Linked DNA regions of Mus musculus: regions 1, 2, 3, 5, 6 and 7 are each linked to region 4. Evidence: chromatin contacts called from public HiCAR-type and HiChIP or PLAC-seq data. All regions are on one chromosome and are shown on one strand. The core of a region is the stretch at or near the end of the contact, and the rest is flanking DNA. Distances in the headings are between cores, read along the strand shown.

Evidence for each region. HiCAR-type assays count read pairs that join an accessible place to other places. HiChIP or PLAC-seq counts read pairs in DNA pulled down with a chosen protein or histone mark.
Region 1: an H3K4me3 HiChIP or PLAC-seq map of embryonic limb bud shows a contact between it and region 4, with 5 times the contacts expected there. The contact joins the enhancer-like site here to the promoter of Samd5 in region 4. A contact is called at or near these places in 7 of 39 promoter capture datasets (the 3T3-L1 cell line, cranial neural crest, embryonic stem cells and 2 more), 5 of 484 Hi-C or Micro-C datasets (the N1E-115 cell line, embryonic stem cells and uterus), 13 of 115 datasets of contacts at active chromatin or transcription factors (craniofacial prominence, embryonic basal ganglia, embryonic forebrain and 9 more) and 1 of 9 other capture datasets (embryonic stem cells).
Region 2: a HiCAR-type map of astrocytes shows a contact between it and region 4, with 5 times the contacts expected there. The contact joins the promoter of Sash1 here to the promoter of Samd5 in region 4. A contact is called at or near these places in 5 of 39 promoter capture datasets (cranial neural crest, embryonic stem cells, hippocampal neurons and 2 more), 7 of 484 Hi-C or Micro-C datasets (the N1E-115 cell line, cardiomyocytes, embryonic limb bud and 3 more) and 17 of 115 datasets of contacts at active chromatin or transcription factors (SST interneurons, astrocytes, cardiomyocytes and 9 more).
Region 3: an H3K4me3 HiChIP or PLAC-seq map of embryonic forebrain shows a contact between it and region 4, with 9 times the contacts expected there. The contact joins the enhancer-like site here to the promoter of Samd5 in region 4. A contact is called at or near these places in 5 of 39 promoter capture datasets (cranial neural crest, embryonic stem cells, frontonasal cranial neural crest and 2 more) and 5 of 115 datasets of contacts at active chromatin or transcription factors (craniofacial prominence, embryonic basal ganglia, embryonic forebrain and 2 more).
Region 5: an H3K27ac HiChIP or PLAC-seq map of embryonic fibroblasts shows a contact between it and region 4, with 8 times the contacts expected there. The contact joins the enhancer-like site here to the promoter of Samd5 in region 4. A contact is called at or near these places in 11 of 39 promoter capture datasets (the 3T3-L1 cell line, 3T3-L1-derived adipocytes, the C10 cell line and 7 more), 2 of 484 Hi-C or Micro-C datasets (both in uterus), 13 of 115 datasets of contacts at active chromatin or transcription factors (craniofacial prominence, differentiating embryonic stem cells, embryonic basal ganglia and 10 more) and 1 of 9 other capture datasets (embryonic stem cells).
Region 6: a contact with region 4 is called in an H3K4me3 HiChIP or PLAC-seq map of stem cell-derived neural progenitor cells, with 14 read pairs. The contact joins the enhancer-like site here to the promoter of Samd5 in region 4. A contact is called at or near these places in 4 of 39 promoter capture datasets (the 3T3-L1 cell line, cranial neural crest, embryonic stem cells and 1 more), 3 of 484 Hi-C or Micro-C datasets (cerebral cortex, embryonic fibroblasts and palatal mesenchyme) and 6 of 115 datasets of contacts at active chromatin or transcription factors (embryonic basal ganglia, embryonic forebrain, embryonic midbrain and 3 more).
Region 7: a contact with region 4 is called in an H3K4me3 HiChIP or PLAC-seq map of forebrain, with 9 times the contacts expected there. The contact joins the enhancer-like site here to the promoter of Samd5 in region 4. A contact is called at or near these places in 11 of 39 promoter capture datasets (the 3T3-L1 cell line, 3T3-L1-derived adipocytes, the C10 cell line and 8 more), 1 of 15 datasets of contacts at CTCF or cohesin (embryonic stem cells), 37 of 484 Hi-C or Micro-C datasets (the C2C12 cell line, the N1E-115 cell line, adipose-derived mesenchymal stem cells and 19 more), 13 of 115 datasets of contacts at active chromatin or transcription factors (astrocytes, craniofacial prominence, differentiating embryonic stem cells and 10 more) and 1 of 9 other capture datasets (embryonic stem cells).

What each region holds. Positions count from the first base shown.
Region 1 is chr10:8,908,794-8,912,093 of GRCm38.p6, reverse strand. It overlaps a transcript of Sash1 not described here. Among named protein-coding and RNA genes, the nearest start is that of Sash1, 24 kb to the right of the region's middle. Within about 2 kb of position 1,318, at least 14 of the 459 cell types and tissues checked have an H3K27ac peak or open chromatin away from gene starts, as enhancers often do. A contact at or near this core is called in embryonic limb bud and uterus, where this site is marked.
Region 2 is chr10:8,884,201-8,887,486 of GRCm38.p6, reverse strand. It overlaps Sash1 (SAM and SH3 domain containing 1), which reads left to right and starts at 1,417. Exons shown (of 20, transcript NM_175155.4): 1 at 1,417-1,763. The coding sequence starts at 1,629.
Region 3 is chr10:8,858,864-8,862,252 of GRCm38.p6, reverse strand. All of the region lies in intron 1 of Sash1 (SAM and SH3 domain containing 1), which reads left to right. Among named protein-coding and RNA genes, the nearest start is that of Sash1, 26 kb to the left of the region's middle. Within about 2 kb of position 1,397, at least 10 of the 459 cell types and tissues checked have an H3K27ac peak or open chromatin away from gene starts, as enhancers often do.
Region 4 is chr10:9,673,111-9,676,571 of GRCm38.p6, reverse strand. It overlaps Samd5 (sterile alpha motif domain containing 5), which reads left to right and starts at 1,364. Exons shown (of 2, transcript NM_177271.3): 1 at 1,364-2,067. The coding sequence starts at 1,609.
Region 5 is chr10:8,767,148-8,770,363 of GRCm38.p6, reverse strand. All of the region lies in intron 8 of Sash1 (SAM and SH3 domain containing 1), which reads left to right. Among named protein-coding and RNA genes, the nearest start is that of Gm25410, 55 kb to the left of the region's middle. Within about 2 kb of position 1,538, at least 58 of the 459 cell types and tissues checked have an H3K27ac peak or open chromatin away from gene starts, as enhancers often do. A contact at or near this core is called in embryonic fibroblasts and uterus, where this site is marked.
Region 6 is chr10:8,934,182-8,937,534 of GRCm38.p6, reverse strand. It overlaps a transcript of Sash1 not described here. Among named protein-coding and RNA genes, the nearest start is that of Sash1, 50 kb to the right of the region's middle. Within about 2 kb of position 1,719, at least 49 of the 459 cell types and tissues checked have an H3K27ac peak or open chromatin away from gene starts, as enhancers often do.
Region 7 is chr10:8,748,345-8,751,726 of GRCm38.p6, reverse strand. It overlaps Sash1 (SAM and SH3 domain containing 1), which reads left to right. Exons shown (of 20, transcript NM_175155.4): 10 at 242-588. Among named protein-coding and RNA genes, the nearest start is that of Gm25410, 74 kb to the left of the region's middle. Within about 2 kb of position 1,991, at least 18 of the 459 cell types and tissues checked have an H3K27ac peak or open chromatin away from gene starts, as enhancers often do. A contact at or near this core is called in cerebral cortex, forebrain and stem cell-derived neurons, where this site is marked.

The sequences.
Region 1 (3,300 bases), core at 69-2,568, 760 kb after region 4:
CACACACACACACACAAATAAACATAATCAAATTTAACTTAACTTACTTTTAAAAATTTAGAGAACCAGGCAGTGATGGTGCACGCCTTTAATCCCAGCACTTGGGAGGCAGAGGCAGGCAGATTTCTGAGTTCGAGGCCAGCCTGGTCTACAGAGTGAATTCCAGGATAGCCAGAGCTATACAGAGAAACCCTGTCTCAAAACAAACAAACAAACAAACAAAAACCTAAGAAAAGAGTGTCTTCAGTAGGGTAGGGCTGGGCTGTAGCTCAGTCGGTAGAGTGCTTGCCTAGCACATACAAGCCCTGGGTTGGTGCTGTGCAAAGCCAACTGTGATGCTTTAACCCCAGCACTTGGGAACGTGAAGCAGAAGAGGCAGATGTTTGAGGTCATACTCACCTACATAGTGACCTGGAGACCAACTGTGGATATCTAGGATCCTCTCCTATAAGTAAATAAACAGATAAAAAATTAAATAGATAAATCAAAAGAATGGCCTCGGTATTTTAAAAATCAATTATTGTGTTTTGTTAGTAATGTAGCAATAACTCCACAACTACTATCAGGTCAAACTCAATGATGCAGAATCCTCTCTGGTAATTCAAATTTCTTTTGTCACTGTGTTGCAGTCGATGCTTGTAAGCTGTTCCCTGTGTGTTTGATCCTTTTATACACAGACCTGAGTGGGCTTTCTGATGCTGCCCCTGATGAATAGTATACTTTTAGTAGCTTCATCCTAACTTGCGGGCCTTTTCATCTTAATTCTGAGTGTGTGTAAACTAGTCGAGGTTGCCAAGAATCCGACCTCCACAAAAGTCCTTGGCTTCACTTAAGTTGTTTCCTTATACAACGGAGCCATCCAGTGATCGCTGCATTCTGAAATCCAGTGCTGTGTTATGTTTAAAGAAACAAAAGTAGAAGAAGGATCTGAACAGCAGCTGTCCTGGTGGGCACAGTTCCTAAACCAGCAACAGTCTCCTAAGAACCTGCTAGAACGAGTCATCTTCGGACTTGGGCCACTTTACCTGGATCAGACCCTCTGGAGCCCCTCAGGGCACTGTGACGGGGTCAAAGTCTGAAAAACACTGGGCAAGGACCTGAGAGAAAGCCCTGGAGTGTGCTCTATCTGGGGTCTTTACAGTGCCTGAATAATGAACATTACCACAGGAAGGAGGCTTTGTATCCTAACTGCCAGGCTCCTTCCCGACTGCTTCGGCGTTACTGTACAAAAGGGAGAAATCGCACTGGGCTCACTGGGTGTTAGCAGAGTCATCAGCTCCCCATGTTTTTGGAAACATCAGTACCCAAGGTCTGAGAGCAGAGCATTCCAACCACGGGGTTCAGCCTCCTTAGAGAATTGCTTTGTACAATGTGTTCAACTAGACCTAGGTCAGATGACCCGATCTTGGTATTTTTAAACACACGTGGGGAAAAAAAAAAAACCAAAAAACTTCTTTTTAGTCATCTTTCCATGCCTCCATAAAACTGACCACTTTCCACATTCATAACACCACCTTCATAGGCAACTGGAGAGAAGATGCGAGAATCCTGCCCTAGAAGAGCTTACAGTATAATGAGCTGCCAAATCCTCCTGGAACAGGATATTTACGAGCCAGCTTCTGCAGCCGCCCCACGCTCCGTGCCTCCCATTGTATGGCTTCCACCCCTTGTTGCTTACAGGCTTCACAAGGTGATATATGGTTTGCACGGAGAATGTGGCCCTACCAGAACGACCTGTCACCTCCCTGGTGTGGCTAATGGCAGCTGCCTGGTGAATTAGGTTATTAAAATTTTGCCCAGCCTCTTAGTCGATTTAAGTTGGCTCTGTTTTACTGGAAAGCAAATCGCTTGGTTGGTTGGAATGAGTCAATCGGATCGCTTGGCTCGTGGTTTAATGGGTTATCCATTGATATTTATACAACAAACATATTTTACTTAATTTTACCCTGAAATAACTCAGCTAATCTGATGATTTGGGTGTAGAAAGAGAAGGCTGGTTCCAAAATGAGTTCTGAATATTAGGACAGAAAATATGGAAGAGAGACAGCTTGGGCTCTCGGAGATTTGCTGCGGGAACAAGCAGGACATAGAATAAACACAATACTTTCTGTTGTCTCTTTCCTTTGCCTTATCTGGATCTGTCTTCTGGTGTTTTACAAACACTATCTCCCTCTGTCTTACCTCTCTTTCTCTGCTGTATCACACATGTTTCCTTTATCTACGCACATACATTGTATGTATGTATGTATGTATATATGTTGTATATAAGCATAAAACTTAATGGCATTTATCTGAATTAAAAGTATTGTTTTAGGCTAGCCAGTGGTGGCTCAAACCTTTAGTCTCTGGTGAGGGGAGGCAGAAGCAGTCGGAGGCCAGCCTGGTCAACACAGTGAGTTCCAGGACAACTAAGGCTGCACAGAGAGACCCTGTCTTGAAAAACAAGCAAACAAGCAAAGAGTGAAAGATATTGTTTTAAATGCTGGGCATGATGGCAGACATCTGTAGCCCCAGAATTTGAGAAATGACGGCAGGAAGAGTGAGTTTGAGGTCAGCCTGGTCTCACAATGGCTTCTAGCCTCAGGTTGCTCCAAGCTGACCTGTCCACTGTCAGAACAGACCAGCAAATGATCATCTCTTAGGGCAGCCAAGATATGGATACAATAGAAGGATGTGGCTATAGGAAACGCAGTTACCTCCATGCCATTAATAGACTGAGATTGAGACTTGCTGCCAACTTTTTTTTTTAATGGAAAGGCTAGTTCCTTTATTAAGGCTTAAGGTATGGAGGTGAACTGCAATAGAGGTGCATGCCCCACTCCACATTTACAAGCACCATCCTCTTTTTGCACAGACAAGTCAGGGACTTTTAGTGGGAGCAACTGTATCTGAGACACCATGCCTTGTGGGATGCAGAAAAGTCTGTGCAAGAGTTTGGAACACAGTAAAAGAGACCGGGGACCTAGCTCAGTTAGTGGGGTGACTGCCTAGCACATACCATGCTCTAGGTTTGACCTGCAGTACTCCACATAACCAGGCATAGTGGTGCATGCCGTTAATCCCAGCACTTGAAAGGCAGAGGCAGGAGGACCAGAACCTCAAGATCACCCTTGGCTACATAGCAAGTTCAAGGCTGGTTTAGGTTACATGAAATCCTATCTCAACCTTCCACTCCCCAAGATCAAAAATTAGGACCCAGTAAAGAATTCAGTGTATGAATAACACAGCAGCAGGAAGTATATCGTAAGCACCCAGACTCTAGAACCAGAGAAACCTGATTTCAAGTCGGTCGTTTACACA
Region 2 (3,286 bases), core at 168-2,667, 790 kb after region 4:
GGGTGGTAAAATCTTGTGTGTGTACATTCACTTATACACATACCTGTGGACGGCAGAGTGATGTCAGGTGTCTTTCTCTACCATACACCACCTTATTTTTTGAGACATGATCAATCTCTCCATGAACCTGGAGCTTACCAGCTGTCTGGAATGGCAGCCACTAAAGCCACGAAAATCCCGATGTCTCTACTTCCCAGCCTTATAGGCCCATACTGCTATGCTAGGGTTTTACTTCTTTTTACGTTTTGACATTGTGGGTGAGAGCTATTCACCCATTACTTAGACTGCTGTTCTCAATGTATGAAAGCTGAGAAAGAGATGAAGACACTTCAGAAGTAATTGTTCTATCCGGGGGACCCTCACTTCATCCCCTCTCCACTCCACCTCCTTAATAAGGGGCAGATTCCGTGGGTTTCTTTAGTTTCACAAAGTGAGCAGCCACAAAATCAAATAGGATAGGCACTGTCATCTCTTAGAAAAAATTTTTTGATTGGTTTTTAAAAGGAGGAGGAGGGGGAGAAGAGGGAAAAAGGACCTCTTCAGGGATATTTCCCTCTGGCATTTTCACTTGATTAACATATCGAGGCCTGAACTGTGCATGGGCTTAGCGGCCATAAAATTAACTTTTATTTTGAACATACCCCTTGCCTGTTTCTTCCACGTAAAACAAAACAAAACAAAACAAAACAAAACAAAACAAAACAAAACAAAACAAAACACACCCTTACAGCTCAGAGAGGGTCTCATTTAAGTATCCGAAAACCCTAGAAGTGCACAGCACTGCGGCCACTCGGGAGCCGAAACGCCCGGACTTACGACCCAAACAATGGCTCGTGACCAGGCGAGCTTTGTCACACTTTGTTTTCCAAGAAGCCTGACAGACAGGACTGTAATTCCAGGGGTTGTCACCATACGGACTCCTCTTAAACTCGAACTCAGCGAGCGGCTTAAAGATTAACTTTCTGCAGTTTCAGTGGCGGAAGGCGCGGGTGAATGGCGCGATTGGGGACTTGTGCAGGGCCCCGGGCCCGTGGCGCGGTGGCGCTTTCAAAAGGCGATTTGTTGGCCAGGCTGAGGCTCATTTCCATGCAAAGCGCCTGACATCAGAGCACCTTTTGTTGCTAAACGCTTTCTTGAGCCTGGAGGGGAGGGAGTCATGTGGAGTTGGAAGAGCTCATTCTAAAGAGAGGGGTCCAGGACTAATTAGCCCGGGTCCACAGGCGTCACTGTCCCCTGCCCAGCCCTGCACAAACTCTCCAGTAGAGGCGAGTGGTGTGCCACCCGGAGCCGGTCCCCGAAGCAGGACGCAGCACCCGTGCGGTGTGGCTCTTGTCTCCCTGGTCCCGTGAACTCCCCGCCGCAGCCAGTGTTGTGGACTCTGCTCCAGCTACCCTGTTGCTGCGCGGGGCCGGGCTAGGAAAAGTTTCTGGAGTTGTCAATCGCGGTCGCCCGGGATCGAGGTGCCAGTCCTGGCAGTGGTGCTCGTACCCAGCGGAGCCTGGGGCATGCGACGCGGGGGCGCGGCCCGGTGACGCCGCGGGCGGGGAACTTGCGCCCCGTCGGCCGACGCGCTGCTGCGAGCGGTGGGCAGCGCGGGGACCCGGACGCGGACGCACGGGGACGCGGCCATGGAGGAGGACGCGGGAGCTGCTAGCCCGGCGCCGGAGCCTGAGCCGGAGGTGGATCCCGCCCGGGAGCTGGAGCCCGAGGCCGGTGTCTCCGAGTCAATCTCCCGCCTCTGGACCGACGTGATGGGCATCCTGGTGAGCTACCTGGGGAGGCAGGCGGGGGAAGCGGGGCTCACCCCTCGCCCACCTATTGGTCACCCTTCTTCTTTCCGCTGTATTCTCTATATAGGGGTTGAAACTGTAATTTAGAAAAACCAAACCAAACCAAACCAACCAAACAAAAAAAAAAAACCCCTACTTGTCGGGTCACATCAGAGACACCTCTTGAACAATCGACTGTAATTAGGGACACCTGCTTAGAAAAGTTGGCGTGGAAAAAGCCAGAAAGAGTAGATGTAAATACTACTTGTAAATATTTGGCGAGTGGACTCCTCATGGCCTCTCGGTATTGATGTTTATCCGCACAGGGCTTGTCCTGTGCCCATGAGAGGAAAACAACCGTTTCCTTGTGCAGAACTACCACGGTGTTTACTTGCTCTGCCCTCAGCTCTTCTAGTTTGTAGAATTACAGGATATTTGTTTTATATGTTTGGCGCTGAGAACAATAAGGCATATATTGCTGAATCTGTGCTGATAAGGGGTTTTGAACTGCCGGGCGTGGTGGCGCACGCCTTTAATTCCAGCACCTGGGTGGCAGAGGCAGTCGAATTTCTGAGTTCGAGGCCAGCCTGGTCTACAGAGTGAGTTCCAGGACAGCCAGGACTACACAGAGAAAATCTGTCTCGAAAACAAAACAAAACAATCCCCCAAAAACAAAAACAAAACAAAAACAACAACAAAAAAAACCCAAAATCAAAAACAAAACAAAACAAAACAAACAAACAAAAAAACCCAAAAACCAAAACCAACCAACCAACCAAACCCCCCCAAAAGAGGTTTTGAACTGGCCAGTGGTTAAAACTGCCTATGGATTTATCTTAGTTCTGGAAAGTAGTTCTACTGAGGATGAAATTTTACCTTGGATGGATAGGGTGTTAGCCGTGTCTCTGGTGTTAGCCGTGTCTCTTTAGGAACGATATAGTTTTCTTCATAGTGGTTAAGGTCTTGGGCTTTGGAGCGAGTTAGTCTGGTTCAAATCCCTGCTCCCCAGGGTTTTAGCAGTGCCTCTTTGGGCACGATACAGTGTTTAGTTTTCTCCATAGTGGTTAAAGTCTTGGGCTTTGAAGTTAGTTAGCCTGGTTCAAATCCCTGCTCCCCAGTTGTCTGTCTACAATTACCATATCAAGGTCATTCACTCCTGACTCTCCAATTCACTTGAAAAACAGGAAGACATGTGTCTTGGGTTTTATGAGAGGCACTATGTCCATGTGTATGATGCACTCAGCATATTGCCAGATGAATGGTAGATGGTCAATGAATACAGCTCTGTATATATTTTTTCTTGCAAATAGAGCCTATGTCTCATCTTTTTGGACATCTTGAAGTTCAGTGTATCTCATTTTCCTGGGTTAAAGATTTCTGTCTGTGCTTTCAAATACATAATAAAAGACATATTTACCTACGTTAGAATTTTATGTATGTATGCTGTGTACGTAAGTCTTTTGGATTTAAAATCTGTTGCGTTTCCTAAACTTTTTCAGAGATACATACAATGCTCA
Region 3 (3,389 bases), core at 148-2,647, 810 kb after region 4:
ATTACAGACAGATGTGAGCCTAGGCTCTTAAGTGCTGAGCCATCTCGCCAGCCCTGTGTTGCCTTTTACTTTGCTATGTCACCGAGACTGTGGCCCTTACTCAGAATGAAGCAGGAACTTAAGAAAGAAGTCTGCTCAGTGGGTCAGTGGGTCATGGGCTGTTAGGTTCTGGTAGGACTTTCCAACCACTGTATTCACAACAAGGGAGCCTAAACTTCGATTACCAGGTATAAAATGAGTCATTGAACCGCTGCCGTGTTTGTGAATCAGGGAAACTGTCATGACAGAATCAGACTTTCCTTTAAAAAAAGAAAAACAAAAAAAGAAAACCGAAGACGACCCCCCCTCAAACCCAACAACAACCTCCCTCCCCGAAACCCCAATAGATTTTGATAGCACATTTAATTTTCACAGTAGGCTTTCCTCCCAACAGCGTAGTCAATTAAAATAAGCATTATTTGTTCTATCCACATCAAAAAGAAGAAAGTGAAACTGATCCTCTCCTCACCCCCCCCCCCCCCCCCGGTCTTTTTATAAGGCCATTCAGAAGAGGCAAGTAGTCTGGGCAAAAGGAAAATGTGGACATGTCCTAACTAGTTTATTTCCCATATGAGATTGCATCCTTGCAGACCCAAATGTGTGAACGAGCAGCTGGGGATGCCTGAGTAAAGACTTGCTCCCCAGGCTCTGATTGATGCGCTGGTAGAAATGTTCATGCTTTGTTAGATCAGTTTGCCGCCCCCCCTACCATGGGCAGTAGATTCCAGAACATTAGATGTCACACACGGAATCCAGTGGCGTTCTTTAGTAACCCACCAGCTCATGGGCTACTTGAGAAAAATGGACATTTCTCTTCCCTCCATCTGCATCTGGAAAGACAGGCGTACATTTACTGCCTGCTGCTGCAGGTGTTAAGAGGAACATCCCGTTTACAGAGCAGAACTGGGTAGGAATCGAGCCCTCTCCGCTCTCAGCTTCTCAGATGTTTTAAGTTTGAGGATAAGAACCAACCCACATGCGTCCGGTGTCTGTCAGAGCACTTCTACATTATATATTTTGGCAAAAGCAAATGTCTTTTAGGATGAAAACTGAGAGCATCCAGAAGAGAAATAATGGAGTGAGCAGAGAACTTTCAGCTCTCAAGAAACCGCAAAGCAAGTCTGACTGTCTGCTCCTCCGGGGTGGTGCGTTCACACAGTTGTATGGGTCGATGGACAGACAGCTGTTGGAACAGGCACGCTCATATGCAAGAGCCGTTTTGTGAAACAGAGGCTCCCTACTCCCAGTTTCCCGTACCTTAGGGGTCAGAGAGTTGTTTGAGGTGAAACCGTCACTCCTCCCATCTATAACCTGTGCATGAACTTGAGTTGAAAATGAGATTCTTACCACAGTGGAGCTGTCACGTGACTGGTTTGGTTCCAGAAGCTAGCCACAAAGGAGCCTGGGGCTGGGGGTGGCGGGAGGTGTGTGAGAAAATGTTGCTTGGGGTCCTTGGGGTCTTTTCCAGGAGCCTGGGCAAATTATCGTCATCTTGACTTTTGAGAGACGTCCCAGAGTTGATGTCTATTGAAAGAAGGGCTCAAAAACAGTTGTCAGTAATAAGAATAAGACGTTTCTCCTTTGCCCTCGGCATGGGACCTGCCTGTTTGCTCATTGCCCCAGGAGTCTTCGTGTTTCTGTGGCTCCAACATTGCAATTTGTTTGTTTTCTTTCCACACCTGGACCTGAGGCTTTCCAGCTGTGCTTTCCTGTTTCTGCCTGTCTGATGTGAGTGGAATATCAAGGAGTCAGGCAGACAAGCTTCTGGTGTTTTCTTTTTTCTTTTTCTTTTCTAGTTTTTTTCTTTTCTGTTTTTGGTTTTTTGAAACAGGGATTCTCTGTGTAGGCAAGGACTGCCCTGAAACTAACTCATTATGTAGACCAGGCTGGTCTCTAACTCTTCTTGCCTGTGCTTTCTGAGTGCTAGGATTAAAGGCATGTGCTACCACACCAGCTATTTAAGTCATGATGGTGGAATATTGGGACCCCAGAAGATGGCAAGCCCTTAATGGCCTTAATTAACCATATTACATTAAAGAAACTTCCATTTAATCTTTTTGCTTTAAGAATTAGCTTTGGAGCCGGGCATGGTGGCGCAGGTCTTTAATCCCAGCACTCGGGAGGCAGAGGCAGGCGGATTTCTGAGTTCAAGGCCAGCCTGGTCTACAGAGTGAGTTCCAGGACAGCCAGGGCTACACAGAGAAGCCCTGTCTTGAAAAAAAAAAAAAAATCAGCTTTGGGCCAGGAGTGGTGGTGCATACCATTACTGCCCGCACCCAGAAGGCAGAGACAGGTAGGTTTTTGTGGGTTCAAACACAGCCTAGTCTACATAGTGAGCTCCAGGCCAGCCAGGGTTATGGAGTGAGATTTGACTCAAAACAACAAAAGGGCAAAAGGAAAACCATAACAGCAAGGTAAACAAAACAAAATAACAACAAATCCAGCTGGTCATGATTACCATAGTCAGAAGAAGAAGAACTCAAGACTAGCCTATGGTCACATAGAACACTTGAGAGTCTAGGCTAGCCAGGGCTATATACAGGGACACCCTGCTCCCCAAACAGAGAACAGAAAGGAAAAGACAAACAAGCAGAAAGAAACAATAACCTTTGGCTTACATGAACATTTATAGCCCTCAGTATGTTGAGCATTATTAACACTTAGAATGTCAACACCTTGCCTTCCAGCTCCCATTACTCATCGTTCAGATGAGGCCATGTTCCAGATCCTTCCCGACTCTCTAGGTGTCTCTGTGTATATTAAATTGGAGTCCTGTGAGTGACCATGTGGTATGACCCGGTTCTTTCGAATAATAGGGGTGGATGTGGGGTGGCTTTTGCCTTCCTGTTAATAAAGGAGGATGACGTCATGAATATTTCCTGGGTACCAGCTGCCCTACTACTATAGATGTATGCTACATGCGTTTTACTTAATCCTGTCCATTGGTTAGTAACACCACTACCATTTTAGATACTAGGGAGAGGTGCTACATCTTACCATAGACCATTAACCAATAACTGGCCGAGAGGAGTTCACATGTAAGACCTCTTCATCCATGCCTGGTATCCTTGGCCACAGCACGATTCCTTCTTTCACAGGCCATACTTATTCCATGTAGCTTTTCTTTCCCTGGTTGACCAGCTATCCCTGGAAAAAGGACTCAACTAAATCTTGTCTTTATTGTTGGGGTGCAAGCCTTTCTGTGACAAAGATAGGAAGATGTCCGCTGGCAGCGATCACGGAGACACACACATCCCGTTGTGTTTCTCCTGGGGTCCCTTATGTGATGAATGCTGGTATCAGCAGCACGCGGATGGATGGTTGCATAACTTGACAGAAATGAGATGTGG
Region 4 (3,461 bases), core at 115-2,614:
TCTTTCAGGAAGGGTATTGGCCAGGTCTGGCTCTAGAGTGAAGCTGAGTGTTACTTTTGTGAAAAGGAAATTGTTGCTGCCTGCAAGGTTTCTTAAGGTTCTAACTGCTTCCCCAAAGATCAGACGAAGTGAAAAGAGGCCTAGGAACTCCGGGGGGTCGCCCTTCTCCTCCCCACTCCCCCGCCTCCATTCAAAGCTGGGCCATGGGCACCAGGAGGGAATCTCGGTTAATTTTGTTACTCCCATCTAGGCAGAAGTGCTAGATGCCCTAGTGTTCTCTTTAACACAGCTGCGTGGTGGTGTATGTGGTGGTGTATCAATTAACACGCGACCCTGGGGCAGAGAAGGGGGAGTCGGCTGTGGTCCCTGTCTCGGAGGCAGAAAACCTCTCTTGTCCCTGGGCAGGGAGCCACCTGGGGCAGAAGAGCTGTAACGCGAAGTGAATAGAAAGCAAAAAGGCAGGGAGAGATTGAGGGGGTCTGACACAACGCGGTGTGCTTGTGTGGCTGGAAGGAAGGTGGGGGTGGGGAGGGATGCCGATCAGGTAGGGATGCGCTGACCGAGGAGGAGAAAGTAACAACCCACCCCAAACTTTCGCAGGTCAGATGGCCTTGGAGGGAGAGGCAATCGGGAGCAGTCGTGCCCCTCCCGACACCCACCCGGTGTGACTAGTTATAGCGAGGAGGGGCCTCGCGCCCATCAGGCTGGACAGTCCCCACGTCGCTCCCACCCTGCTGCCAAAACGCAGCTGCTTGGGGCACAGAGCGCAGCACCACAGAGCCAGACACACCGTGCCTGTGGAGCCTTAGCAACCCGCTCCTTTGAAAGGACATTCTACGTGCATCGGGAAAGGAGAAGGGACACTGGACTCAACAGCTTCTCTCAGGACCAGTGACCGGGTCCTCCCCTTGGACACCCAGGCGAGAGTACCCACTGGCTTGGGAACTGAGCGAAGAAAAAAAAATCTAGGGGTTTGGAGAAGTCGGATTCAAAAGAAATGTCGAAAGATATCCAGGGCAGCCACCGGAGTCCGGAAGCTTAATAGCCACCGGGTCACCGTGACCCCGGGAACGACAGTGACTGACAAGCGCACAGACCAGGCGCTCGCCATCATCCACCGGTCTGCCCGCCGGAGCCGCCTCCACGGCGTGGGACCCGGTTGCAGACGTCCACGGAGCCGGCCAGATAGCGACATGCAGCGAGCACTCCCCAGACTGCCCCAGCTGGGGAACCTCCTGGGCGGCGCAGCGCGACGGTGACCCGCGCGGGTGCGAGGGGTGTGCCCGGCCCCGCCTGCGCGCCCCTCCCCGCGGTGGCCGCGCATCCAGGGGCGGCGCGGAGCCCAGCCGCTCGCCCAGCCGCCAGTGCCCGCGAGCGCCGCGCCTGCTCGGGGAATCCACTTCGCCGCTAGACGCTCCTCGTTTTCTCTCGCTCCCTCCCCGGCTGCTTTCTATGGCTCTGACTCTGCGGCCGGAGCCTAACCACTAAGGGAGAAACTTTTCCTGCTGTTTCTTCTCCCCACCCCTTTCCAGGAGAGGATTAAAAGTTGCAAGAACTGGTGCCGCCCGTGTCACTTGGGTACTCGCTGGCGAGTTCCGAGTCTCAGCCATGTGCACCAACATAGTTTACGAGTGGCTGAAAGCGTTACAGCTCCCACAGTACGCTGAGTCCTTCGTGGATAATGGCTACGATGACCTGGAAGTGTGCAAGCAGATCGGAGACCCGGACCTGGACGCCATCGGGGTGCTGGCTCCCGCGCACCGCCGGCGCATCCTAGAGGCTGTGCACCGGCTGCGGGAACAGGATGCGGCCGCTGCCGGCCTCTACTTCACCCTTGAACCGCAGCCCGTGCCACCGGCACCGCTGGTAGAAGCGGTGCCCCCAGGCCGCCGGGGGGAGCCATGTGGCAGCTCAGCCCAGGGCACTCGCGGGGACCCCCGTGGCCAGCCGGGCGCTCCCTGCAGCAGGGAGCTGGTGAGCTACCCTAAGCTGAAGCTGAAGATCATGATCCGGGATAAGCTGGTCCGCGATGGCATCCACCTGAGCAAACCCCCATACTCACGCAAGGTAAGGAGGCCCCGCCAGGGCGACCTTGGGCATGGCGGGAGGGAACCAGGCCTGGAGCTTCTGCAGCGGCTCAGCAGTCAGTCTAGGTGACAATTGAGAAACCAGGGTGTTCGGGGTGTCTGGTTCTCCCGTTTTCTGCGTTATCTATCTATTCCTTCTGTGCTGGCGTCTCTAATAATAGCTGCTCACTCATATTTTGCATGTAGACAACTCTTAACAGCACCCTAGCATATGGGCTCGATTGTCAGGTTCTGAGCAATGGGTGCTTGCTTTTGGTGGCCACCGGGAAATCCTAATGCCTCTGGGAAATCCTAATGCCTCTAGTAGTGTCTGGCTTGGAAGAGTGAAAAAAAAAAAAAAGATGGGTCACATCTGCCTTATTTTCAACCTTCCTCTTTTTCTTTACTTTTTTCTTCTGAGTTTTGAGAAACTTCCAAGAGGAGTGGGTGACTATTGCCAAAGGAGTAGGGGAATTCAGGGCCTGCTGTTCTCAATTCCATGCTATGGAGAAGTGTCCCATTAACAGGAACCTATGTGTGTGTGGTGGTGGTGGGGGGGGGGGGCGTGCTAAACACAAAACTTGTGCCTATTCACAGGAGGCTCCTAAAGCTTAAGGATTCCGGGTAATGGGATGCTGAGCAAACGGGTCATCTGGGGTCTGTGGTATCACTAGTGATTCAGATGAAAGGAAGATAGATTCTTTTCAAAACTCCAAGGCACATGTGTAAGGAAGGCCAGGAAGAGGTGACATTTCAGTACCTAGAAAGCAATCCTCACACGTGAGAGCAGGCTACACGTTCTCATGGCCGCTCTGTGTGGCACGCAGACATGTGGCATGAGGTTTGAACAATTAAGTACCAGAAAGTGCATTTTTACACCAGAGTGCTGTCTCTAGCTTCAAGTGGGTTGGTTTGGCTTAGTGAAGTGAATAGGTTTGGCTTAGTTTCTGAAGCTGTCCTCCTAGAGAGTGCCAATTTGGCAGAGATGCTGACAGCACAGGTAATGTCTGGCATTGCCTGGAACTCAGGAAAATGAGCATCTCAGCCTGAAAACAAGGGGCCTGGAGAAGCCTAGTTGAAGAATATGCAGCAGGCTAGGTGTGTTAACATCTAAGCATCATGGGAGGAAATATCTGGTCTAAATGCTGTGTGGGTGGCATTAGCCCCAGGGGGCTGGACTGAAGGTCATAATGCCTAATGGTCAAGTTCAAGGGCTACTGGTGCACAAAGTAGATACAGTAAAAGGAAATAATGGTTTAATATTATCCACCTGCTGTCTTGCAGGTAGTGGGTGGTCGGGGTGGTCAACCATGATCACCTGCCTGAGAATACAAATTGCTTTTATAAGGAGGATAGATTAGAAAGAAGGTTTGCCTCAAGCACCTGTCCCAGACA
Region 5 (3,216 bases), core at 289-2,788, 910 kb after region 4:
GGCCAGCAGAGGGCCTCAGAGCCCATGAAATTAGAAGTACAGACAGTTGCAAGCTGCTGCGTGGGTGCTGGGAACTAAACCTGAGTTCTCTTCAGGAGAAGTAAGTGCATTTACTCCAGCCCCTTAAACTAGTTCACACAGTGAAGCAACTGCAATTTCCATATGGCTCATGTGTGTGTGTGTGTGTGTGTGTGTGTGTGTGTGCGCGCGTGCACGCATGCATGTATATTTTTTCCCTAGTGAAGATATAAGATCAAAAACTTGCTTCCATTTTTCCAAAGTTCGTGTGTTCCCTTTTGCTACCCACTTTCCCCCCCTCTACTTGTCACATCTTGGATTTTAATTAGCCATCATACATGTTTTCCCAACCTGATCGCACTGGGGTGACTCTAGTCACATTTTGTACTGGAGCTGATGTCAGGAGTGTTACGTTTGTGTAACAGTAGCTCTCCCTGCCCCGTCCCAGTTCTTCCAAGATTCAGCTGAGGTCTCTCTTGTGTAGTCCAGTTGTGTGGCCAATGCTGTCTCCGACTGGACAGCCCCATAAGTGACAGAATGTGGTCTCCAGAGGCATCCTGGTACTGGACTCCTCCCCACCCCAGCTCTGTCACAACTCACACCCGTTGGTTCATGCCAGCAGAGCCACCCTGTCTTTATTCAAGTCTACCATTCTAGTGAGTTCCAGAGGCTTAATATTGATTAGGCAGCTCTGTGATCAGCTGATCAGCTGTCACTCACCGATTCCCAGTTCCATATCCACTGTTCCTGAGTCATGAAAAATAGAGGCAGGAACAGTTTCTTTTCAGAATCCAGAAGTCTCTGCTGTTTGCTCGTCTGGTTTGTTTTTAAGTGGGAGGGAACTTTGATGATTCGTCTCTTGCCTTGGCCATGCAGTTTCTAAGTGTTAATGCACGAGCCTTTCTTTACTTGTTGATGGGGAAGTGTATTTTGCTGGGCTCTAACACTTTTTTGGCAGAGGAGGCTGATCATTTTTCTGATCTCTCTGAGAAGGCCATCCAGTGGTTCAGTGTTCAGCAATCGTATCCTGATGGTTTTGCTAATTCACTGATGATAAACAACCTCCTCAGAGCTAATTATCTATCTATCTATCTATCTATCTATCTATCTATCTATCTATCTATCTATCTATCTTTTTAAAGATAGGCATTCAGCCTGGATCCTTTAGCTTAGAACTTGCATCTTCTTATTAATTCTATAGACAAAACCAAATAGATATACAGATTGTGACTTTAGGAATGGCATGGGCTCACCTGCGGGCCTGGTGGCATAGGTGGGTCTCTATAGCCTCCTTCTGTGCTTACTAGATTCCTTGGGCTCTCTGTATTTCTGCATTGTCGTGTGCCTAGACTAAGTTGTTAGACAGCCCTGTCCTGAGAAGTCACTGTGCCTGAACCATGAGTCAGTAGCCTGAGATGCCAAAGCAATGTGACTTTGCAACACACCCAGTCTCTGAGGAGACTTAGAGACTTCGGGAATGAACACTGGACTTTCCAGTTCATGTGTGATTGCCCCACTTGGCAGTGCTGTTCTGAGTCAGCCGTCTCCATTGGCATGGGGCTGCTTGAGAGCCTGGGGCTCTTGGGGATGTGCGGGGCCAGGGGTCGGGAGAGTTTGCTAGAATCTGCAGGGTGTCTCACGTCATTGACGTGCGTTGGGTGCACCTCCCAGGCTCTCACAAGGGAGGTCTCCTATTGCTGCTGGCTCCCTAGTCATTCTTGGTCCTTTCACTGTGACCATCAGCTACTTCATATCAACAGCCGGTCCCCCTGACCCCTGAATGGGATGACAACATGCAGAAAAGTCACCCAAGGCTTTACCTATGGAGGGGAAGTCAGTCGCCTTCCTCCATCCTTCCCACCCCCAGGGGAAGAAGGAAAAACATTTTCTCTGCTTCCAGGGAGCTTGTAGCTTTGGAGTGGGTTGGCTTCTTGGGCTCAGAGTCGCCCTAGGTTTGGTGGTAGGACTGTTGGGATCTGTTTTTTTTTTTTTCCCCTCCTCCTTTGGGAAAAAGAAGATAGCACATTGTTTTGAGGGTGGTTAAAAGCAATTCCATGTTCTTGAGTTTAGGAAACAGAATAGAGCAAGTACACTGTAGAAGGTGACACATACTTGCGTTCCATTGGGCCGCCTATTAATTTTTAAAGTTTTTAAAATGAATTAAGTGCTGACAGTCCTTTTTCTCCAGGGGATAGTAATGTTACTTCAAATTCCCATATACTTTTTCCAAATAAAAGTCTCCTATAATTATCTTCTCTTCTTCCATTGCTTCCTCCTCCTCTTTCTCCTTCTCCTCCTCCTCTTCCCCTTTCCTCAAGTTTGGCGACAACTAGATAATTTGGAAGCTGCCAAAGTGATTATTTCAGTGTGGCCCAGTACCTTTGGGAGGAGAATGGAATCTTATTTTTCCCCCATCTGCTGACAAAATTCTCCTAATTTCAGAGGGCAATGATGTCACTCTCTAATGAGTAAAATATTTCTTACTAAACAGATGGGTCTCCTTGCCTGACTTCTTTGTAATAGAGTAGGATGTCAGGCACAGTATGCTTCATGTCTTATGTAGCTGTAAGATTTAAGTTGAACAGGATTGCTACGAACTCAGCGAGACTAATATTTTTCTCTTTGTAAACATAAAGATTACCATGATAACAGTGACCCAAAGGTCCCTGCCATGACCGGACATGGCTCAGTCCTCAAGTGTTGGGAAAATTTTGAGTGTATCCAGGCAGAGCCAGAATGTAGCCCTAAGGTAGGGAGGGATCCTGAATACATCACTGCTGGACCATGGAAGGAGACCGGATATGGTGGAGAGATGATGAAATCCAGCTCAGAGAAGGGGGGACAGAAGCTGCCGTTGATTGGTGTCACATGCTGTTGATACAGTGACATCAGCTGAACTCTGCTTTATCCAACTAGATAGGCAAGCATCTGAGGTCAGAGTGGACAAGGAATTATGGCTTTGGGACCATCACAAGACTAACCTCTAGATCATGTATGGACATGGATGTGCCCTGAAACCCATAACTAGTGTTAACCAGCCACTAATACACATTTCAGTTTCCATAGCTAAGGTGCGAGGTCCCATGTGCAGATCTTTTCTCCATCCCAGGCTGAGGCCATCATACCTGACCTGTTTTAACCATCATGCTTCAGGGCCTCCCACGAGCTTTTCCTCACTGTGCTTTCTGTCCTGTGACT
Region 6 (3,353 bases), core at 470-2,969, 740 kb after region 4:
TATGGTCTTATCTAACTTGCCTGATTTTGTTTTGGGGGTTTCCTTGGGTTGTTTGTGTGTTTATTTGTTTGTTTGTTTGTTTGCTTGTTTCTTAGATACTATTGTATTCCTGGGACCAGAGACAGGTAGCTTTTGTTTTCTTTGAAGGAGTCAGGAGGTCATAAACTTCAAGGTCTGACTAGTTACTGTGTCAAGAAGGCAGCCAACCCTCAGGCAGCCAAGGAGGAAGCAAGTAGTCAGACAGTTTTTACACAGCCTGCCCTTCCCTGCCCACCAGCAACCCAGGAGATGGAAGGTGTCCTCTTTGTTGCAAGGGGTATTATTATTATTATCATCATTATTATTAAATTAACTGCCAGCATCTAACAAGGAAACAAAAAACAAAACAAACAAAAAACCCACACATCACTGTGGAATTTCAAAAAAGAGGAAGAAGGAGGTTCTAAAAACAGTGAGGAAGGAAGGAATGGAGGGAATGGAGGAAGAGGGAGGAAGGGAGGGAGGGAGAAAGGGAGAGAGAGAGAGAGAGAGAGAGAGAGAGAGAGAGAGAGAGAGAGAGAGAGAGAGAGAATAACACACAGCAACATGAAACCAAACAGTCCTTTCCATCAAGAAGATGAGACACCAGGAGGCATTGACCTCAGGATTATAAGGACAGGTGATGTCTGAGACCTTTCCTCAGTAGACCAACAACATTAATCTCCTCCTGGAAATTTCTGGAAGACCCTGTCCAATAAGATTATGAGAGAAGACTAGGGATGTGGCTCAGTGGTAGAGCATTTGTCCCCACATCTGAGGCTCTAAACTCAATCCCAGCACTTCAAACCCAACAGCAAGCAAATTAGAAGGAAAGTCCTCAGGGAATCGTGAGGTGTGCTTCCTCAGAAGCGTGGTTCAGTGTGCGACATGCTTGCCTTGCTAGTGTGCAGGCCTAAACTGGATCTCCAGCACTCATGGGGAAAGAAACCAGTTGGAACAGTGACAGTGTGTGGGTGTAATCCCAGAACTGAGGAGCCAGAGACAGGAAGTGCATGGGGCTCGCTGGCCAGCCAGTCCAATCTTTGGACTCCCAGTTAAATTTAGGGTTTAATGTGAAATCCTGTCCAAAAAAAAAATGGAGAAGCAAGACACTGATGAAAGAAATTGAAGGAGATACAGATGAAGAAAAGAATATTCAAAAATAAATGAAGGAAAGTGGAGAGCAATTGAGGGGGGCATCACACATACACACACAAATTTCTAAATACAAAAGGAAACTCCAAGAAATATAACAGTATAAAATCTGGTTATAGCATATACGAAGGTAAAGCCCTTGATAAGAACAGATCCTAAAGTTATAAAAATATATAAATATAAACCTGACAGCCATAAAGGCACACTGCTCTCACCTGCCTTTAAAGCAGTGGTTCGCAGTGTTCCTGATGCTTAATACAGTTCCTCATATTGTGGTGACCCCAACCATAAAATTATTTCATATCTGTAATTTCGCTTCATATCTGTAATTGTGATACTGTTATCAATTGTAATATGCAGGATATCTGATATGTGAACCCCCAAAGGGTTCAGGACCTACAGGTTGAGAAACTCTTGAGGCTGGCTTGACTAAGGAGTGGGTCACACTGAGTCAGTCCCCTGCTGTCCTCACAGAAAACAACACTATCTGAGCATAGCAAGAAAAGAACTGAGCAGCTAGCTGGTCCCACCCAGAACATCACGTGGCTCTGTTTTGAATCTCCCTTGAGACTGACTGAATTCCTCAGAATCTCACTGCAGTCTAAAGCTGTCCCAGGCCCTTCCCTCCCAGAAGTCCTCAGACCTTAACTCAGCCTAGACATCTTTATGAGTAGACAGTGTGCCGTTCAAGTCCCGCCTGCAGCTTCTGCCTGTCAACAGTATTGACATAATACAGTGAGAAGAGAAGAAGGAAAATGACGGGGAGAGCAAGATGGATGATTAACTATCACTTGTAAGCTGGGCCCAGTGCAGCAGACCTGCGGTCCTTGCGACTTGACAGACAGGCTGGGCTTGCCTAGATTATGGAGGGAGCCCAAAACCAACCTGGACCACTTAGTAAGACCCTGCCTGAAAAGGTCAAAAGAAGTTTGGGGACACACCTAAGCAGCAGGGAGCTTGCCTGGCATGCGCGTGTGAGGCTCCGAGTTCCAATCTGCAGTACTGAGAAGAAATAAACAGCTTACGGTTTAGGAATCCAATGCATAGGAATGTTCAGTTCTATCTTATAGAATGAATTATGGGCTGGTTGTTCTCTGAGGCAGGGTTTCTCTTTGTGTAGCCCTGGCTGTCCTGGAACTCAACCCATAGAGCAGGCTAACTTCACAGAGATCAATCCACCTGCCTCAGTCTCAAGTGCCGGAATTAAAGGCATGTGCCACCACCACCTGGTCATTGCCTGGTTCTTGAACCAAAACTAAAGGCAATTATTTTTCAGGTCAGTAGATAATACCTATATGTTCCCCATAGGGAGACAAAGAAATAGCAAAAATAAGCTCATGCTTTAAAAATGAGAAAATGCCAGAATAAAAAATAAACAAAAAACAACTGAAAGAGTTAAGAATGGTTGTCAGCGGAGGGGTAGGCAGATGTGTGGAGACAGGAGGGGATGAAACACTGGGTGCTGTCTGACTTGATGTGGGGAGAAGCTTATGAAGCACTTTGACCACCATCCTGATAAGATCACATATTTGCATATGTGTTCAGTGAAATTTGAGATAAGACCCCTACGTGACTTGATGGATGGCAATCAGGAAGCTGAGACAGGTGAATCTGTGAATTCAAGGCCACATAGGGAGTTCAAAGACAGCCAGAGCTGTATAAAGAGACCCCACCCAATGTGGTATCCCTTCTCCAAAGTCCAGCTCAAGCCTGGCCCTTTGTCCTAGCCTCACTTGTCGCTGTTACAACTTCAGGTTCTGAGCCTCTTTCTCTGCTAAAGAAGGCTAAGGGTAGGGACCCTTCAAAGACCCGTATCCCAGGGATGCCTGAAGAGATTCCCCACTGCCTCCCAGTCCTCTCCAGCAAGATTGCCACTTGCTTGCCACCAAGCTTGCTGGCCTCCTTGTCCTGAGACATCATGGGTCCTTAGAGTAGTTACTTTCCTTTTGAATGGCTGAGTGGACAGAGGTAACTGGAGGTCAAGGCCATCTTCCTCACCCACTCCCCCCACCTCCTCACCCCACACTCCCATCCCCACCCCCCATTCCCCGCAGCAGCTGTGATGCTCACCCTGAAGCCACCTGGGTTCTGAGACAGCTGCCACCGACTCCTGCCACATGCCTTCCTTCCACAGAGCTCTAGCTGGGCAGAAGGTGGGCGGAGTGGCAGGGTGGTGAGTG
Region 7 (3,382 bases), core at 742-3,241, 930 kb after region 4:
AGGCCCGGCACCTCACAAATGTGTAATGTTAAGCTTTCTTGAAACAATACAATGTAGTTTGATTACCTTCATTGTTTCGTGTGCATTGACCTGCAAGTCATGTTTATGAAGAAGTTCAGATCATAGGGCAAACAGGGAGAACATTACCATTGACCATGAGAGTGATGACGTGTTTTACAGATATAGACAAAGGTGTATGGGACAGTCACTCACAGGAGACCTCGTGTTGGTTCCCTTCCAGGTGGAGAGGAACATGTATTTGAGAATTCCCCAGTCCAAGATGAAAGATCTGCACTCTACTCTGGAGTGCACAAAAAGCCATTTTTCTATGATGGCTCTCCTGAGAAACCTCCAGAAGATGATGCAGACTCTCTCACCCCATCTCCATCATCCAGCAGCCTGGATACGTGGGGAGCTGGCCGGAAGTTGGTCAAAACCTTCAGCAAAGGAGAGAGTCGGGGCCTGATTAAGCCCCCTAAGAAGATGGGGACATTCTTCTCCTATCCAGAAGAAGAGAAGGCCCAGAAAGTGTCCCGCTCCCTCACAGAGGGGGAAATGAAGAAAGGTCTTGGGTCTTTGAGTCACGGGGTAAGTACCGATGGTGTTTTCTTCTATGACAACCATCGGCGCAGGCACCACTTTCTGGTGTCCTTGGAGGAGGTTCAGAGTATCCGTAAGCAAATCCGCTTGAAGAAAACGGATACTAATTACTCCTGTTCCAGAACTTTTCTCTGCCAGCGTCCCTCCAGAAAAGGAGTAAATGGCAGCACCTGTGACCTGCTGCCACGGCCCAAGCCCAAGGGTGGCAGTGGCTGCGGCTTCGCTGGCAGGAGGGGCCGAGGGCGCACCTCAGTCAGCGAGTTCAATATCACCTACGTGGTGGAGCGGAGCCTCTACAGCCACCTGAACCTGACCCAGCTCGTGCGTCCTGCCTCGGACAGGACGCTGAGCAAGGTGGAGAAGCAGGACCTGAGGCGGTGCTTGCTGGAGGAGGATGAGGAGGCAAAGAGGAAGTGGGCTGCCACGGTGGACCGCTGTACTAAAAGGGTTCTCTTGAGAATCCACCAGAAGTCTGTGAGTCGCCAGGATGGTCATGAGGAAGGCCTTGTCATTTCCATGATGTGTAGTCAAGTGTTATGGCCTCTCTTCTCACAAAGCTGCCTTCCTTCAACTAACTCACCACTTCGGGGTCCATTCCTGTCACCCTCCGATTTCTCGCCCTTCATCTTTCTATAGCGGTGCATTTTTCTTATTTCTGTCTGCCCTCTGGCCAATGATATTCTTAACTGGAACTAAACCTTGAAGTTGATCTTCCAGGGTGCGGGGTAACTTCTAGAAGTGGCTGTCTTTATATCTGGCCATCTTGTCACTTGACCCCAAAGAAGCTGATTCGAATCAGAAGGACATTGAACCCTGGAAGAGATGCCTGCTTTTTTCCATTAATGAAAACAATAGGAATGAACTGATAGACAGTCTGCCATCACCATCCTTAAGTACATTTCTTTAATAGTAGAGCTAGCCAGAAAGTTCTTACATCTAAGAGAGGCCGGGGGGGGGGGGGGGGGGAGGAGGAGAATCACTTAAAGCCTTTTTATTTTAATTAAACCAGTTCAATATTTTTACTTTTTAAAATACAGGACTTGGCATGTAGTAATGCCCTCCACAGCTGCCACTCAGATTCTTGTGCACAGCAAAGAAAAGGGCTTACTTACACGATTGCTCGTTTCATGAATTTTTGTTTTTCAGTTTTCATATTGAAGGATCAGGGAAGCCTAGTTTAGCTTTTCCTTTCAGAGAGTGACTTAGTTTGAACTTGAAAGTATAGATATTCCCCCTGGATTCCCACCTAACTCCGAGTCTGCACAATGGCCCATGTAAAAGGGGACTGAGTGAGGCGGAGCTGGCAGTGCTGCGCTCTGGCACCTTGCTTAATCCTCCCGGGGCCGCTGGCGCAGAGCCCCTTTGAACGATCTGAAAGAACCTGTGGAGAAGAATGGGCTTCCAGGGTCCCTTTTCCCAGGGTTCCTGCACACTCATGAATAGGATGCTCTTGTCCAGAACTGTATAACTGTAATTTAAATTCAAGCAACTGAGTTCTGCTTTTGTGAAATCGAAGACGGATTGGCCACCGCCATCCTTCAAGTGACCTCCCCTGGTTCTCAGAGGATCTGTGGGTCTTTCCTCGCTTTCGGGTTTTGAAAATAATTCCCATGTGTGTTGACTTCCGTCCTAGATTTTACTTTCTGCCTTTTCCCATCCTTATGAGCCTTATAACACTTTTTTTTTTAATGCTACCGATCTGTTGAGAAAACTTTGTTTCTGTCTCTTTCTGTATCCTGGCAACAGTGTTTTGATTTTTCTGGTTTGTTTTGTTTTGTTTTGTTTTAATATCAGAATTTTCTTCGTCACCCATTCATTCAGTCTCTGGTGTGCTCTAACCTTCATATCTTTTATAAAACACTGGGCTTGGTGTCAGAGTTGAGCCAGGTTCATCATCTGCCAGCTGGCTTTCAAACATCAGCACCACTCAGTAACGATGGCATGGTGAGCTGGAGGCTTTTAAGATGCTAAGAGCTGAAGACAGTACTGGGCACTTTTAATACCCAAATTAGAAATCTGTGCATAGCCACTCTTGTGAATACAGTTGTATAATTAGAAAAAAAAATAATTTCCTCATTACTTGGATAACATAGGCTAAAGTCAATGTCTTAAGAGTAGAAAGTGATGGGCATTTTTGATTGGCTGTCTTATTTCTTACTGGGCTTGAACCCACAGCCTCATGCATGTTTAAGTAAGAGCTCTACCACTGGGCTACACTCTCTAACTTCTTTCTTCTCTCACGTAAAATGCTCCCTTCTGTTCCCGTTGTCTTTCTTCACTTTACCCTAAAGTGCACAGTTTGCTTTAATTTTCAAACTTGATCTTTTTTGTTCTTTAGAGATGCCATACTTGCTTGACCAAACCTCAGGGAAATGATAACGCTTTAAATTCAGTGGAAACAGTCACGTGTCTTGCTTTTAATTTTTATTCATTCAAGTTTTTTGGGTTTTGTTTGTTTGTTTGTTTTTTGGTTTTTGTTTTTTTTTGGTTTTTTGGTTTTTTTGTTTCGGAACACAGACTTGCATGACACCTTGGAATCTTGTCCCTTTGGAATTCAGTCTCACTCCCAACATGTTGTCAGTGCATGATCATCCCATTGGCTCGCTCTCCTCATCCTAAGCATCAGCCAGAGAACGATTTTATAATTATCTGTACAGCCATGAATGAACGAAAACAATAATTTTTCCTTGTGCTTCATTAATGTAGATCACCAGAGCTCAAAGATTTTTTTCATTGCTTTTTTAAATCCATTTTTCCTCTGGAAGGAGTCTGCTCCTTTAAG